Regions from separate parts of the Arachis hypogaea genome. Here region 2 is linked to region 1. The links are chromatin contacts, called in public Hi-C maps. All regions are on one chromosome and are shown on one strand. Each heading gives the region's core, a stretch centred on a gene start, on an enhancer-like site or on the middle of the called end of the contact. The rest is flanking DNA. Distances are from core to core; before and after follow the strand shown.

The links. Hi-C and Micro-C count contacts between places; a contact is called where the count stands out from the background.
Region 2: a contact with region 1 is called in a Hi-C map of leaf, with 3 times the contacts expected there. The contact joins the promoter of LOC112766973 here to the enhancer-like site in region 1. A contact is called at or near these places in 4 of 8 Hi-C or Micro-C datasets (leaf and an unstated tissue).

The regions. Positions count from the first base shown.
Region 1 is chr17:127,456,526-127,462,820 of arahy.Tifrunner.gnm2.J5K5, forward strand. No RefSeq gene overlaps it. Among protein-coding and RNA genes, the nearest start is that of LOC112764909, 12 kb to the left of the region's middle. Within about 2 kb of position 3,181, at least 1 of the 3 cell types and tissues checked has open chromatin away from gene starts, as enhancers often do.
Region 2 is chr17:127,507,581-127,513,875 of arahy.Tifrunner.gnm2.J5K5, forward strand. It overlaps LOC112766973 (oxysterol-binding protein-related protein 1C), which reads left to right and starts at 3,423. Exons shown (of 10, transcript XM_025812861.3): 1 at 3,423-4,662; 2 at 4,773-5,129; 3 at 6,268-6,295. The coding sequence starts at 4,087.

The DNA of each region.
Region 1 (6,295 bases), core at 1,931-4,430:
ACAAAAAGTATACTTTACTCATAAAAAATATGTATTTAATTCAAACTAATTGAGTCATAAATCTCTTCTAAAAATATTTTCATAAAACACACTTCTTTATATGTTTAATTGATTTACTTTTATCTATCAGACTGAAATTAATTTAATGGTATACTCAATTCAATAATAAAAATAAGAAAAATAAATACATATTTTGTCAAGACCAAAAAAAAAAAAAAAATACATATTTTATGAACTGCAATTGGCTATTACTACTAGCTCTATTATTTGTCATCACTTCTCGAGCCACCCTCCCTCCCCACACCCACAAATAGAGTTCTTTAGGCATTGGTTATGGAAAACATAGCTGGTAACACTAAATTTGGTACATGTCGCTATCAGACATAACATCTGTAATATTCTGAACATGTTTATGACAATTACTATTAATATTAATTAACAATTAATAATATGAATGTAGTAGGTCCTAATAACTTAATTAGTCTAGCTGTCTAAAGTACCATTTGGTTTCTTGGCATTATTATTAAGAGGGTCTGGGATCAGAAATCAGATAACTTTTAACTGTAAATTGTGTCACTATATTACAAGAGAGGCTTCAGGAAATGAAGATTCTATATATGTAAATAAATTGTACCTTCAAGGTGTTGTGTAAGATTATCATAAAAGGGAAATTATATGTGAAAGTGTGAAGAATGATGGTGTGCTTTCCAGGTTGGTGCTATATTCACAAGTAAAGTGTCCATGGATAGTACTATGCTGTTGATGACGTTTTCAGCAATCATCATCATCATCATCATCATCATGTGAGTGAATGAGTTAAGAAACAGTTGTCAAAGTAATTTCACACCACTTAATAGGGCTGGCAATTGCTAGGGTATAACCCTATCTGCAGGTTGAAAATTTTATTAAAACTCTACCCTATTTTATTTGCGGGTTGAGAATCTCTCAACCCTAACTCTACCTGCATCCTAAAATTCTAAACTCTACCCTATCCTATTCTACCCGCAGAAATATCAAATTTTTTCAAAGTAAATATAAAATTCAATCATTTCAAATTTTATACATATTAATAACATAAAAAATAAAAAATTAATACTCTAAATTACTAAATTAACTAATTAATTTTAGTGGTTGTTCACTTATTGTAAGTCATTACATAAGGAAGGTTGTGGGTTCAATTCTCACTTCCTTCATTATATACCTGATTTTTATAAAATATGTGTTATATATGATGTGCGGGTAGGGTAGGGTAGGGTACACCCTAAACCCGTATCCTACCTTACTCACAAGCATACCTGGACCGTACCCTATCCTACCCGCAGCGGGTCAAGTAGCCTACTCTATCCGAATGGATTGGACTGATTAGATATCCGCAGGTAGGATATGAATTGCCAACCGTACCACTGAATTTCAAACTGCTTGCATGTTCTCATGTTTTGGAAAATTTTCTTTCATAGTTAAGGCTAATAATAACGCCTAATATTTGAAGACAATCGTTAATAAAGTTAGTGGATGTCACAATCATTTGAGTATGTTTATATTTGGAACCAAATTGAAGAGATTCATTTTTATTGTACATATATTTAAACATGAGATGTTATATTTATGTCCATATTTTGCACCTAATAGTAATATTTGTATTTGGTTTAAAAGTTGTTGGGTAAACCAAGTTGGGTTGGTCTAGTGGTTAGCTCACTAGTCCGCTGAAAGATACGAAGATAAATAATTTTTTTTAAAATTAAAAAAAAAATAAAATAACCATATATATTCTCAAAAATAGTTTTAGATATTTAATTTTGATATAATTTTTTGTAAATATGATTAAAAAATAATATTTTTATTCTTAAAATGTTTAAAATTTATACAAAATAAATTGTTTTCGTGATTCTTTTTAATGATTGAAAAAATTTTAAAAAATAAAAATGTGGTCTAGTGGTTGAATTTTTCTCTAATTTTTTGCATGCTCCTTTTAAATAAGTATTCAAATGTTCTACAAAAATGTGTAAGTCGTTTGTACAAAATATATTTGCTACTAAAAAGAAAAATATTTTTTCATCACATTTTTTTATTTTTCAAAAATTTATTTGTCTTTTATATTTTTTAGAATTATTTTTATTAGCGACATAGAGTTTTTATGTACTATTTTAGTCATTTACACAAAATTATTTTATAACATAGACACATCGAAAAAACAAAAACTTTGCTATTTTTACCTTTTCAATACTTATCTTTCTGTACACAATTTTTTTATCTCATTTTGTTGAGAGTAAATTATAATTTTTTTATCATAAAAGATTTGAGCACTACTAATTTTAACTATGAAAAAAAATAACTTTATATCTATAAAAAATTAAGTTAGTTCAATAAAACTATTCAAAATAGACAGCTGAATGAATATTTTGGATATTTTATCAAATTTACCCCATCATTGATTAATATCGAATTAGTTTTATTTTTTTATGATTGAATTGTTAGTGATTTAAATTTTTCAAAATATTTTATTTGAAAATTATGCAATAATTTTTTTGTAAAAGCATACATTAATAAAAAAAATGTTATATTTGAATGTTGATGCATATGTATTTTAAAAATATGGCACTATATAAACATGAGGGAAAAAATTAAAAGTTTTCTTTTTCCATTTTGTAATCCATTCTTAATAACATTTCACATATTCCTTCTAAGGCAAATTTAATATATGTATATAAATATAGAAAAAATTTTAAATGTACCGAAAAATACCAGTGTTTCAGTTGTTTTAACCGTTGATTTCAATTAATATATATTATATATATTTTTTATAATTCAGATCAACGGTTAAAACAACTGTAACACTGGAAATATAAAAGTATTATTATAATATAAAAGTATTATTATTATTATGTACAAATAATAGTACGACTCTGATCTTGCATTGCACAAGGTACAATTTACACGTCTGCTTCCAATGAAAATTGGGAAGTGACGACAAATAAAAAATGGCGGGTGAAAATGTGAAAGAATTAAAGTGAAAGAAATTATTAAATAGGTTAATTAAGAAGCATCTGAGTCAAAGACAAACACAACACAAAAGAGAGAATGGGATATGCCTGAGAATTCAGATCATGAGACAGGGCCTGCAGTGTATGTTATGTTATGTTCCATAATTACTTATGATTAATGGAAAAAGAAACACAAAAGAAGATTAGTCAAAGATCCTTTGCTATGATCACATGGGGGAGCAGGCCTTTGGTGGGCCTAAGTTAATTACTTGTGACTTCAACACAACAATAAAAACAATATTTATTTATATTTTATATGGTAAGAAAGTTGGAGTTGGAGGCCGAATAAGACACCATGCATAGTACATTCACTATTACACTTATCATTAACCTTATGTCCTTGTTTATTCAAGATGCTATACTCCATTTCCCATTCATGCTTTAGCTTTGTCATCTTTTCTTCCTTTTTTTTTTTTTCTACAAAGATTTTCATTTGAACTATTTAGGCTCAGTTTAGATAAACAGCTTAATTAAACTTCTTTTGAAAAAATAGCTTAAATAATAAATGATTATATTAAAAATAATTTATAAATAAATTATTTTGTATTTAGATTTTTAGTTTTAAAAGTGCTTATTTTAAAAAAAAAATGTGATAAAAGTAGTAGTATTATAAAAAAAATCAATTTTTTTAACTTTTTTATAAACTCTTAAATAGCTTTTTAGAAAGTTACAATTTAGTTTTAAAAATTGCACCAGACATTAATACTACTACTTTTCATAAGTCAAAAGTTCAAAAAAGTTACTTTTAAAACTTCCTAAGCAGATCTTTAATAGATAAAGAGAACAACTAGAGAACCAAAAGCATATCAGCCAAAAATCAGCCAAAATGTGTTTGGGTTCCATGAAAAATCGGGTTTTGGTTTGTGCTCCGTGATCTCAAGAGCGGTTTTCAAACATATTATTCAAAAAGTGATTTTAATTAAACGGTTTTATTTACTTTTTGGCTGGTCACATTTTGGTTCCATATACTTTTCCATAGATAAAACTTTACATCATTTATCTTTATATAAAATTAAAAATTATTAAATAATTTGACATATTTAATTAAATTATTATTTAATAATTTATAACTATTAACTTCATACAAAAAAATTATATGTGAATTTTTTTTCTAATTAATATCATTACTTAAACATAATTAATTTGGCTATTTTTTTTGTCTAAATTTGGCTCATTTAATCATATAAAACAAAAATGTTAGTTTGTAAAATGATCAAGAATATATTAAAATTGATGTTTAATCATCACACAAAATTTTCAAACTCCTTTTCTTATAGTATATATTTTACCAAAACTGTTTAATAACAAAAAAAAAATTAACAAAAAATAATCAAAATTTATCTTATTTAATATTTATTAATTATAATAATTAATAAATATTAAATAAGATAAATTTTGATTTTTGTTTTTTGTTTTTCTAACATTACAGATATTTTATATTGTTGAGTGAGAATGAGTGTTGAACTAATTGAACCAATGAGAAAGTATTATTTAATTAATTAGAGTAGCTTTTATTAAGATCTTAAGCATGGTTTGAATATATGATTACTAAAGCTCTTTCCGTATATATTCTCAATCTTGTACAATAGAAACACATGATTATCTTGCCATTATCGAAGTAGATATGACTAACTGAATCATTAAAGTGAAATAATCATAAAAAAAAGGGTGTTCACAATCATTGATTTGATTAGCCCTTGCCAAAACAACAGTAGCCAAAAGATAAATAAATAAATAAATACGCATGAGAAGTGGTAATGGCTGTTTTGTCAACCCACTTTCTTTACTTTATTTATTTCTTTCTTTCTTTAGTATATCTTCTTTGGTTTTAAACTTGTCATTCTCCCAATTAAGCAACGACAAATGAAAATGTGATAACTTTAAAGTCTAGAGTGGTGGAAATTTTGGGATGTCATTACAGTTACGTTTTTTTTTTTAATCTCATATTATTTCTTAGTTTAATTTAACAGATTAAAAATTTATCCATCACAGATCAAAATTTTATTTAAATATTTGTTATTGGTTAATATACAGTGCAACTAAATATATTTTTTAAATATTATTTTTTATTCAACCTTCAGAAAAAAAGAGATTAAAAAATAAGTAACTCTCCTAATTTTTTAAACAACTAATACCTAAAAATAGGTATTTAAATTAATTAAATAATAATAATTTTTTTTAAAAATTGACTAAAAACTAAAAGTTAAAAAACAACTAGCATTTCTCATAAATTATTACACGCACAAGTTAAAATTTGAATTTCTAACACTTAATTAAACGAACGAGTTAACTAATTATTATTGACTAACCTAAGTTAGACCTTTTTTTTTAATAATGCCATATATAATCACTTAAACACCCATTTTTAAAAAACATATGTGAATATTAATATATGAATATATGATGATCAACAAATTCAACATTATTGCTTATTAATGATTAAGCTTATTAGTGTACATATGTAGATCCATTTGTTAATGTGATAAAATAATTAAGTAATAAATAAAGTGGATATTTTTTTTTTTTTTGTCTATGGTATCTCTAACTCGAGAAGTCAAGAACTGATTCGTTGCGAATTTGAGCTTCATTTAAGGATCTGCTACTGGCCAATGAGTTACTGCATACACAAGGGGAGATTTAAATCCTCGACACTTACTCGAGCGGACGAGTGAACTGACCACTCGACCATCCCTAAGGTGTATATATATTTATATGTGGAAGATGGAGGGTGATGAGAGGCATTAGCAGCATTGCACCATTTTGGACCATTATGTCACATGAAACTAGTGAGGCTTCTTGTGAGAGAGATCGGAACAAGACACAAACCCACTCTGTATTATATGCCGTGGCTTCTTTTACCCTATCTCTATTCTATATATATTGGTAAAATTTAGTCATGCATTAAATATGATGAAATGAATTCCATTAAGGAAATATCATCCTTATTTCCTTGAAAAGGATATATGATATGTCAATACTCGCATGTGTATATATCTATATTACATACATCAATATCAATGTCGGTACAAATATTACTCATTTAAAAATATTTTTATATGAAGATTATAGTTAACAATAATTTAATATATTTGACTGCTTAATATAATATGTATTTATACTTTAATTATTATTTATTTAGAATTAAATGTGATATTAGAGAAATAATACTCATTCTTTAAAATTTTATCCTTCACTCAATTTTTAAATTTAATTAATAAAATAATTTAATTAGCTTTTTATAATGTTATTTTTCT
Region 2 (6,295 bases), core at 2,173-4,672, 51 kb after region 1:
ACGTACAAGAATTTGTTTTGTCAATAAAATTCTTTCATTTTATACATCTTTAACGAGGGGAGCTGTCAGCAATGTAAAGATTTGAAAAAAGAGTCAAATATGGAAAATAAAAATATTCCTTGTTTGGTTTGCATATTATGGCTGCTAATTAATCAGGTTAGATTTGGGGTTTGGGTTGAGTTCTCTTCTTTTCTGCCTATATCCTCCAAAAGTCAAATTAGCGATCCCATTTTTACTGGGGTTGAAAATGAGCTGAGTGGAGTTGAGTCCAATTTTATTTTAGATGAGTCTGATTTTTATTGTAAATAGATAATTTAAATATTTTTTATGAACGAAAATGACTTAAGTCTAAATTTATTATTTTTAATAAGTTTTTTTCAAACTCAAACTTAGCTTTTTTTTATCTAAAAATTCGATAAATTTATCAATCTATTTAAAAATTTTATTTTGTAAATTATAATTTAAAATAATAAATTTAAAAAATTTAAATTGACATTAAAAATATTCTGAAATTTATAATTTATAATTTTTAAATTATAATTTATTTATATATTATAATTATATTTACGAATTATAAATATTTTATTTAAATAAAAAATTTACAATCTTAACTAGTCAACCGGTCTCCCTCACTTTCTCTCTCTCCCTATCCATTCTCTCTCATTGCCAAACCGGTGCACGGTCGCTGCTCAACATCCACCGTCGCGTGACCTAAAGCCATCAGAACTGTAGCACCCAACCTCCTTCGTCGGCCTGTCTCCACGCAGTAACCTTCACCGGGTGCGCATCTGCCTGACTCCTACCTCCTTCGTCAGTCAGTCATTGAAGGTGAGATCATTGGACGCCCCTCACAAGTCACATCTACCGTCGTCGTCTTCTACTAATCTGTTCAAGCTTTTTTTTTCCTTCTTTTTATTTTTCATTTTATAGTTACATCAAATCATAAATTCACGTGGCAAATTATATATATATTTTTATTTTTTTAATAAAAATTAAATTGTTAAATGATCATAATTGCTTCTTCTATTTATTCATCTCCTTCTTCTTCTATTTTAATGGTCAATTTTAGTAAGTATGCGGATGGTTATTTTAATTTTTACGCAGATTATTGTTTTGACTGGATTGAGTTTAGTTATATATAATTAAAATAGGTTGGATGTTCAATTCTTTAGGTAAACGGATGATTATTTTTATTCTTATGTAGATGGTTATTTTTACTAAGGGCGAGTGGCGTGGCAAGCCAAGTAGCGAAGGTGAAGTGGGATGATTATTGATGAAGGTGGGGATGACCAGTTAAAAAAGAAGAGGGTATTTGAGTGAAATAGTTTGGTAAATTAAAAATTGGATGGTTATTTTTTTTTAAATAATTAATTGAATTTTTTTGAAAATTTAAAATTTAAAATTGGGGAATTTGAAATTTGAAATTTGATGTGAAATAATTGAATGAAAGTTTTTGAATTTAGGATAATGAGTGAAATTTGGCAAGATTTCTCATGGTATTCGTAGTGGGGTCTTTTTTCTTTAAAGAAAAAAAAGATATTTTTCATATAATAAATAAATAAAAAAAAGTACTTTTATACTCGAACATAATTGATAGATAAAAAGATCTCTTTACATGAGATATTTAAACATAAAATTACTTGTACTTTTTCATAAAATTTTTAAAAAAAGATAACTAAAAAAAAGATTTTTTTTAAAAGCTCATCCAAATAAGCCATAAATACAAGTAAATAGTTAAAAGTCCAAATTAAGAATAATTTAATTTTTACAAAAAAATATTTTAATAAGTCAATCTAATAAATTTTGTAAATTTTGTTAAGAATTTAATTTTAACACCACATCAACAAAAATAACTATATTTTATATTGACTACATAAATACTAAATAGTTATTCTACAAAATAAATACGATTACAAGACTATATACAGTAATACATCAAAATTAAATTCTTTTAAATCTATGAGCTTTTTTTAACTAATAAATTTTATAAAAAAAAATTAAATCTAACTGTTTAATAAAACGAGTCAAATCAAGATGAACAAGCAGGTCCGGAAGTGGGTTGGTATTGGAGTGGGTCTGCTGCCAAAGTCTATGACTCACGCAATGGTTACTTGTGGTTGTGTAAGCAGCTGTTTGGTTGGGAGGAGAGGGAGAATTGGCTTTGGCTTTGGCGTCAGCTTGTTCCGGAAAAGCATAAGTTTTTGGCTTGGTTGTGTCTTAAGGAGGCTCTTCCTACTGCAAGTTTTCGCTTTAGAAGAGGGATGTCGTCATCGGATAGGTGTCCAAGATGTCTTTCTAGCCAGGAATCGGTTATACATTGTATTCGAGATTGTCCAAAAGCTCAGCTTGTCTGGCAAAGGTTGGATATTCCTTGTCATCCTTTGGATTTGAAGAACTGGTTCTTGTATCATAGCAGAGAGCACCCGTTCAAGTTCTTTTCGGGACTTTGGTGGATATGGCGAGCAAGGAATAATGACATCTTTAATCCCCACGAAACTTGGCCTCCGGAAAAAGTCATTTGTCTGGCATTAACTTCAGAAAAGGAGCTTAGAAATATTTTTGAATTACAACGTATGTCCCTTCCCTCTACTCTAAATGGTTTTTGGAATCCCCCATCCATTGGTACTTTTAAGATTAATTGTGATGCTAGTTATTTTGGTTCGGGTGATAGTGTTGGTTTTGCTTGTGTTATTAGAGATTGTAATGGGAGCTGGCAAAGGGGGTGTTTGGGAATGATTGAGAGTAATAGTATTCTTCAAGGAGAATTGTTTGCTATTTGGAGAGGATATCTCTTAGCTTGGGATGTGGGTCAACGAGATATTATTTGTGAGACAGATTGTGTGGAAGCATTTAATCTTGTTACTCAAGATGGTTTTGGGTTTATTGATCCACTGGTGCTCAAAATAAGAGATATCATGCATTGGAATTGGCGTGTTGACTTTCGTTTGATTATGAGAGATGCAAACACGGTGGCAGATACTATGGCAAAGATGGCGATGAAGTTACAACTTTCGCATGTGGAACTTCTTTCACCTTGGGAGGAGTTTAAGAGTAGTCTTAAACGGGACTGTCCCTCTATTTAAGCAGTTCCTTGTTTTGTTTCTTTTGTTTTTCTTTGTTTAATTTATTTCAGTCACCAAAAAAAAAAAAAAAAAATCAAGTTTAAAACAAACAACGAGCTCCTCCGGAATAGCTGACCCTAACTCCCACAATCTTAAACTGGATTTTGATTCCCCACAAAACCAGCAAGTCCTCCCCTTTCAGCAGCTTCCACATGTCCCCACAGTTACACCCCACGTGTCACGCTCTGATTGAGTGATTGATCCTGCTCTCACTTTCACCCTGCACCCTCGCCGTACACAATCATAATCTCTTCCCCGGCCCTTTCCCCCTCAAATTTGGGCACAGATACTATAGAGAACAAACAAACACAACAACAAGGTTCGTGCGACGAGTCAATCGTCATCATAATTCTCACCCCAACCTTCCCCCTCGTAACTATAATTACAGAAGAAGAAGAACAACAAGAGTGGCATCTAATTCCAACCCCTTCGGTTTTCTACTTTCTTCCTTTGTTTCCTTCCACACTTCACTTTTCTTTCTCTCTCTTCCTTTTTCCTGTTACTTGTTCCACACTGCCACCTCATTGCACCGGAAAAAAAAAAAAACCTCTCCCCCTTCCCTGATTCCTTTCTTTCTCAAATACAACAACCAATTATCCAAATCACACCCTCTCTTTTCTAATTCTCTTAATTAATTACTATTAAGTATTAACCATAACATTCAATATTAATATTTAATTTCATAAATGAAAAATAAATGTGTATAATTATATATATTATTTATTTATTATCTATTTACTTAAAATCTTCTTCTGCTGAGTCGTAACCGTTTTTATCTCACGCGAATTCCGCCTCGGATAAAACTTCTCATATCTTCCGTATCGCGTGTGCTTTCCTCTCTGATACTGACCGCTCTCTCTAGCATGAAGCATATTTCAACCTCCGCCGTAACCGGCTGCGCCGCCATCCAACTCAACGATTCCCCTTCGCACTAACGCCGCTTTAAAAAAAATCTCACGCACACATGCATCCTTTTTGCTGCGTATCCGCCGTCTCCGACCAGTCTTCTCCGGTAAAACCTACGCCCGCGGCTCACTTCGCGGACTTCACCATGCCTCCTCTCCCCTCCGCCGCCGTCAGATCCGATTCAGCCCCACGCCACAGTCACAGCCACAGTTACGGCAGCAACCACTCCGCCGGCGGTGGCAGCAGCAGCAGCAACAACAACCACAACAACAACAACAATAATAACAACAACGGAGACCACGGGCGGGGGAGCCAGCAACAACAGCAGCGGGAGCAACCGCCGCCGCCGGTGGTGGTTGATGTGAAGATCAACGACCTCGTCGGAAATGGAATCTCGGGAATACTGTACAAGTGGGTGAATTATGGCAAAGGATGGAGGCCACGGTGGTTCGTGCTCCAAGACGGCGTTCTCTCCTACTACAAGATTCACGGTCCTGATAAGATCGTCGTGAATCCCGAGACCGAGAAGGGCTCCAAGGTCATCGGCGAGGAATCCATGCGCAGGATCTCTCGCAACCGCAATTCCCAATCCCAACACCACCGTCGAAAGCCCTTCGGTGAAATCCACCTCAAGGTTTTTCCGATTTTTCACTCTAGTTTAGGTTTCATACTGAATTTTCATTCTCTCTGTTTTATTTTTATTTTTTAATTATTATCTCTCTGTGTGAATTTCTTTGCGTGTAGGTTTCGACGATTCGAGAGAGCAAATCCGATGATAAGAGGTTTTCGGTGTTCACGGGAACGAAGAGGATGCACCTGAGGGCAGAGACGAGGGAGGATCGGACGGTGTGGATGGAGGCGCTGCAAGCGGTGAAGGACATGTTCCCAAGGATTTCGAACAGCGAGCTGATGGCGCCCGTGGACAATGTGAGCGTCTCGACGGAGAAGCTGAGGCAGAGGCTTCTAGAAGAACGGGTGAGTGAGGCTGCCATTCAGGATAGCGAGCAGATCATGAGGACAGAGTTTGCGGCGCTGCAGAACCAGCTTAAGCTCCTCAAGCAGAAGCAGTCAATGCTCATTGACACATTGCGCCACTTAGAGGTACACCGTCCAATCAAAAAGAGTAGAAATGCACAGCACTTGATGAATGAATGATGCCAATCGAATTTGGTGTTCTCCTTTTTCATTTAGATTTCATTTGGTTAGTATTTCCTAAAATTTGAAGGTGATAAACTCGTGTTTTTGGGGATTCAATTTTCATGCGAATCTGGTTCTTCAATTTCTATTTATCCCCTTTATTAAGTCAGGGGACGCCACAGATTTTGTAATTTTTCCATTTCCCCCCTTGGATTATACTTTTGTACGTTCATCTCTGAAAGTCAAAATTTGTAGGCTACTTTCTAGTTTCTATAGTTCATTAGATAGATAAAGTGCCTCCGTAACCATAGACTGTAGTATAATTCTGTCAGTTTACTCCGCTTGTACTGAGTGAACACAATAAATTCCATGCCTTGTATGTATTCATCGTTGGAATCTGTAATTTCTAGTATAGATGCAAGAGGCAGGAGTTTGGTACGATTCTGTCTACGAAGTTGGAAGCTATGATTAATTGACAGTTAATATGAAGTTTCAAAGTTCCTTCTTTTTCCTTTTATTCTTATTGGCAGGATCAAAGCAGAATTATGCCTGCATGTTCAACTAAATGCTAAATTTATATAAATTTGTCATCAGACTTATGGCTGTTGTTCTGTTGTGCTCATTTTTTTACAAGTTAAAGGCCATGCAGATGATCCACACCAATGCTAAGTTGATACATCTAAATTTCAGTGTTCTTGACTAATTAGAGAAAACTTAGAAGATTAAGTTTCATTTCACCCCCAAACCTGTGTGAAAAATGTAGTTCTTTTTCTGGCAGACAACATCATGCAGAACCTGTGGTGATATCTTCCTTCATGGGTAAAAGAGCTGGCTAGGACCTAAATAAGATGAATATTTTTTTATCCTTTTCTACAATTAGACCCATTAAATCCTATATTGAAGATATGAAAGTAGTCATTGATGTTTAAATCCAGCATTTTCACGAGCTTCCCCTTGATTATAAAATTCTTTTGATCGACTGTGGCAAGCCTTGATCTTTTGTGTTTGAATGCAGTTTTTTTTTTTTTGGGCATATTAAGGATTGCATTTGCTTTTTCTTCGTTTTTATTAACAAACTTCTATTTATATCATTATATTGTAGACAGAAAAGGTCGATCTGGAAAATACAG